Linked DNA regions of Pan troglodytes: region 2 is linked to region 1. A link is a contact called in public capture Hi-C data. All regions are on one chromosome and are shown on one strand. The core of a region is the stretch at or near the end of the contact, and the rest is flanking DNA. Distances in the headings are between cores, read along the strand shown. Region 1 overlaps LARGE1 (LARGE xylosyl- and glucuronyltransferase 1). Region 2 overlaps LARGE1 (LARGE xylosyl- and glucuronyltransferase 1).

Region 1 (2,596 bases), core at 64-2,563:
TTTTATTGGACAACTTTCCTAGAGGTTAGAGTGCGTCTTTAGTACTTGTTGGGTGATGATGGGACAGAGAGGGGTGTGGAGGGGTTGAGGGATATAAGTTTGTAGCCACTTTCCAATTTTTCATCCTATGGTAGCTTCTCTTAGTAATCCAGAGTTAGCTTTCTAGTGGCTCAGGTGTATAGCTCTGGAATCATCAGTTAATACGTATTCACAGTTAAGGGGAATTTGTAGGGAAAAAAATGCCACATGCTGCTTCCCAGAGCTGAGGATTTTCATCAGCTCTTCTGAATTATTCACACTCCTCGTCCCTTTTTTAATGTAGATAACAAAGAGTTGGTAGCAATATAAGAGTGCGTGTTTGCCTTTTAAGGCTATAGTCAACATATAAAAAGAAAATGATGTGTTCCCTTGAGTACTTACTACTGTCTAGTAAACAGGGGACAGAGGTGCTTAAATAGGAGGAAGTGGGCTGGGCATGGTGGCTCACGCCTGTAATCACAGCACTTTGGGAGGCCGAGGTGGGCGCATCACAAGGTCAAGAGATCGAGACCATCCTGGCCAACATGGCGAGACCCCATCTCTACTAAAAATAAATTAGCCAGGCGTGGTGGCGCCTGCTTGTAGTCCCAGCTACTTGGGAGGCTGAGGCAGGAGAATCGCTTGAACCCGGAAGGCGGAGGTTGCAGTGAGCGGAGATGGCGCCACTGCACTCCAGCCTGATGGCAGAAGGAGACTGTCTCAAAAATAATAATAATAATAATAGGAGGAAATTGGGGAGGCTTCCACCCCATCATCTTGGTCTGTCCTCAGTGGTCTGATGGGATGCAGGACCAGCTGTATACTTTGTGAGGCCTGGTGCAAAATGAAAGGTGGGGCTTCCTTTTTTTAAAAAAATGTGTTAGGAGTTTCAAAATGGTGATAGCAAGCCATTAAACCAAGCACAGGGTCTTTGTCAGCACAAGGCCCTTTAGATCCCGTGTCCCTAAAGCTGGCCCTGGTGAGACATAGGGATGTGGGCCTCTCCCCACATCCTCACACTATTTCAGCCCGCTGGATGTCTTGCCTGCCTTCGTCACACCAGGCACACATCTGCCTTGCCTGCTTTGTGCTTACTGTTTCCCCGCCTTTAAGCCTCTCTCCCCAGATAGCCCTAGCCCTCGCTCCTTCATTTCCTGCAGGTTTCTGCCCAGAGCTCACCTTAGCAGAGGGGCCTCCGCCATCAGTCTTCTCTCAAACAGCATCCCTCACACCCTCCCTGCATCCTCTGCAACAAACTCTCAGCTTTCACTATGGATTTATCTGTTTATCATTGATTGCTCTTCTCACGCTGGTGAAGCTCAGGCTCTTAGAGGGCCTGGACACGGTGGCGTTGCTCACTCCCGGACTCTGTGAAGCTGGCAAGGTGCCAGGCTGGTGCTGTGTGTGTGGAATACACAGGTAGGAGTGTTCTTTGCTAACTGGGGAAGGCAAGCCAAAGGGTGAGAGGCCAAGGGGAGGGTGAGGGGTGACTCTGGACTCGTCACCTCTCATCCTGATCTTGTCGGGCAGGAGCACCTTCTTCCTGCCAGTGTTCATCATTCTGGAAGCCTTTTGTAAGATCCAGGGCGCCGACCAGGGAACTTTCCATGCACCACCTTTTGGGCAGATTAAGTCCGGGGACTACTGCCTCCCCTGCCTGGGTTCTTCAGTGTATAAAATGAGGGGGTTTCTGGGGTAGCTTTTCTGGCTGTTTTCTCGTTGAATGTGTTGTTGATGAGTCCAGAGTTCTTGTTTAGCTCCAGTGTTCTGGGAAAGATCGTCCTGGCTGTCTATTTTCTGCTCCCTGTGAAAATGAGTTCATTCATTCAACAAACACATACCAAGTGCCAATCATGTGTCAGGTACGCTAACAGGCCCTCAGAATACAGCAGCAACAAACAGCAAGCAGACCCTCCGGAGTTTACCTTTTCATGGATGTGATGTCTGCAGGGATGAACAGTTTGTCATGGATAGATTTGCTGCTCTCTTTCTAGGTCTCTGTGCATCAATTTGCACTGGAAAAGCCACTTGCAATGCTGTGAAAGAAGGAGTATTTGGAGCGAAAGTCTAGGGACCTGCATTAAAATCTAGGTTTCTGGGCCTCAGCACCAACAAGGGTGGCTTTGGGGTCAAGAGCTTGCGGTCTGGAATCACATCATGCAGCATTCATTCTTTTTTGTTGTTTTTTAATTTTTTTTTTTTTTTTTTTTTTTTTAGCTACACCTGCTGAAATGGGAGGGGTTCATTCTTGGTTCTACTGTTTTCTGAGAACTTGAACAAATAAACTGCTCGATATCAATTTGTTTTTATTTTCAATAGCAAAATAAAGATAGGAACATTACATGCCTGCGAGGAGATCCTTTACCTAAAGCACTTAGCACACTGCCTGGTTCATGCTGTTCACGCAGTGCTGTGTGTTCATGTTATTGACAGCCTCAGTGACAGCCTCAGTGAGCTTAGGTCACTATCTCTGGGCCTTGGCTGTCCCCTTCTATCAAATGAAGTGATTGTTTCACCCCTTTATAGGTCTGTGTTTCTGACTCACTTTAATAGGACTGAAATTCGTGATTGTCTCTCC
Region 2 (2,596 bases), core at 57-2,556, 64 kb before region 1:
AACCACTCAGCCAGGCTGAATTCAAGAACCCCAGTGGGTTTTAAATCTGCTCACTACTGGCTAAATAACATGTTTGAAGAGAAAATAGCAAGCAATGATCAACATCTTATTCAGAGGCATAATAGCACTGCTGAAACTCCCCTTTCTCATCCCCTGTTATTATTAATGTGCTGCTATTACTTATTGTACATTATGTCCCAGAGTGTGTGTATTGCCCTTACATTGTATATATACATAAGTCCCACCCTCCAAAACCAGCCGTTATAAAGGAGAGAAAATCACAACTGATGACATGTGGTAAAGGACTAGCGTCTCGAGCTCACTCACTGTGATCAGGCCTTTATTCCACCTGTCACATAATGAAATATTTCTTCCTTCTTGATTCAGAATGAACCAGCAGCTCGATTCTGTCAGGTCCTCTGCTGGGTATTTTCCTGTACATCATCCCATTTTCAGGCTGACAGAGCAATAGGTGGCCTTGTGTCTGCTTTTTTTTTTTTTCTTTTTTTTGTGACAGTTTCATTCTTGTTGCCTAGGCTGGAGTGCAGTGGTGCGATCTCGACTCACCGCAACCTCCGCCACCTGGGTTCAAGCGATTCTCCTGCCTCAGCCTCCCAAGTAACTGGGATTACAGGCATGCACCACCATGCCTGGCTAATTTTGTATTTGTAGTAGAGATGGGATTTCTCCGTGTTGGTCAGGGTGGTCTCAAACTCCCGAGCTCAGGTGATCTGCCCACCTTGGCCTCCCAAAGTGTTGGAATTACAGGCGTGAGCCACTGCGCCCGGCCGCCTTGTGTCTGCTTTACAGATGCAAAACCTGAAATTCAGAGAAGGGAATTGACCACACTCCAGCTTGTATTGAAGACAGTGCTTGTGCCATCATTCCATGTTGCTTCCAGATCAAGGACGCTTAAATATTCCCAGGGGATTAAAAAATATGTGTACTATGTAGGAACTCAGCAATTCTGTGCAAACAGAAAATAAAGTTACAGAGCTGTGCTATTAAGTTGGGTCTTGATCTTCCCCAGTTAGAATTAATTGATTGGCTCACTTCCCAATTGTTGTGTACCTCAGGCTTGATTGCACCTAAGAATCACTTGGTACTGTTGGTAACACAAAACAACACCACCAAAACAATGCTAGGGGCCACTCTGGATGACACTTTAGCATGGCTTGTGTTCCAAACCCAAACAAGCAGCAATGCCAGGCCCTACCACTAGATGTCATAGTTTAGTTTTTCTGGGGTAGGCCCAGTAGTGCGCCCATGTAATTCCAAAGTGTGGCCAGCCCTGGGCTGGGGCTGCAGCAGGTCTTTATCAGTGTCCTGAAGGAGGACATCCAGGCTCCACTTGGCTCCTGCTCAGGACCCTCCGTAATGTACAAATGCTAGCCGTTAGTTTTAGAAGGCTGAGACTTTCCCTGGCACACTGTATTAGTCCGTTTTCATGGTGCTGATAAAGATATACCCGAGACTGGGCAATTTACAAAAGAAAGAGATTTAACTGGACTTAAAATTCCCCGTGGCTGGGGATGCCTCACAATCATGGTGGAAGGCAAGGAGGAGCAAGTCCCATCTTACATGGATGGCAGCAGGCAAAGAGAGAGCTTGTGCAGGGGAACTCCTCTTTTTAAAACCATCAGATCTCATGAGACTTACTCACTGTCACAAGAACAGCACGGGAAAGACTTGCCCCCATGATTCAATTACCTCCCACCAGGTCCCTTCCACAACACCTGGGAATTCAAAATGAGATTTGGGTGGGGACACAGCCAAACCATATCACACACTCTAAAGTACAGAAGTTAAAAATCCATTGTAACAATCTTCCTGGGTCTGGACATATGTTTCCAAGCTTCCCTTCCTGCTTTGTATTTTGGTGTTAACAGCTTTCTCAGTAGAGCGTTACTGGCCACTTGCAGTCCTTTAGAGATTGGAGAAACATTTGTTCTGAGAAGGTGTATGACTCTATTATAACTGCATTGGAATGTTTGTTACTGCTAACAGTATGAGCTCAATCTAGTAGTCACCTTCGTCTTTCCTGATTTTACTTCCCATTTCTGAGTACAATGAATTTTGCTATGTTCTAAGAATGTTGGTAAGAATTTATATACAGATTTCACTGTGTAATAATCATGTGAGTATCATATTTGAATCAGTTTCCAAAAACGATTAAGGTTTTTGGAAAGAGGCAAATCTGATTTTTAATCCCAGCTCCTATAATTCATTATAATTGGGTGATTTCCTTGATGTCTACATCACACACAGTAATAAAGGTTATTGGGTGAATTAAAAGATACTTGTAAATTGCTTTAGTATACTGTCTGTTACATAGTAAGCATTCAACAAATGCGATTGTTATTATAAACATAATAATATTTTCTCCCATTTAATGGTGATCTTCTAAGAAAGAGGAACATTTTTCATTTACTCCTCTTTCCTTAGTATCTAGTACAGAATTTGGCACACACAATGAGTGTTTAGATAAATGACTCACTTTCGGAATTAGGTGATTTTTTTAAAGGGGATTTAGAGCATTAGGAATTCCTTTGATCAGTAGCCAAATCCCCAAGTGGAAGTAAAGGCACAATGGAAT

Evidence for each region. Capture Hi-C pulls out chosen DNA fragments and counts their contacts.
Region 2: a contact with region 1 is called in a capture Hi-C map of stem cell-derived neural stem cells, with 2.9 times the contacts expected there. The contact joins two enhancer-like sites. A contact is called at or near these places in 3 of 7 Hi-C or Micro-C datasets (blood, induced pluripotent stem cells and stem cell-derived neural progenitor cells) and 1 of 1 other capture datasets (stem cell-derived neural stem cells).

Annotation. Positions count from the first base shown.
Region 1 is chr23:35,613,473-35,616,068 of NHGRI_mPanTro3-v2.0_pri, reverse strand. The region is part of intron 6 of LARGE1 (LARGE xylosyl- and glucuronyltransferase 1); the gene reads left to right. Among named protein-coding and RNA genes, the nearest start is that of LARGE1, 400 kb to the left of the region's middle. Within about 2 kb of position 1,313, at least 5 of the 24 cell types and tissues checked have an H3K27ac peak or open chromatin away from gene starts, as enhancers often do. A contact at or near this core is called in stem cell-derived neural stem cells, where this site is marked.
Region 2 is chr23:35,677,036-35,679,631 of NHGRI_mPanTro3-v2.0_pri, reverse strand. All of the region lies in intron 5 of LARGE1 (LARGE xylosyl- and glucuronyltransferase 1), which reads left to right. Among named protein-coding and RNA genes, the nearest start is that of LARGE1, 340 kb to the left of the region's middle. Within about 2 kb of position 1,306, at least 1 of the 24 cell types and tissues checked has an H3K27ac peak or open chromatin away from gene starts, as enhancers often do. A contact at or near this core is called in stem cell-derived neural stem cells, where this site is marked.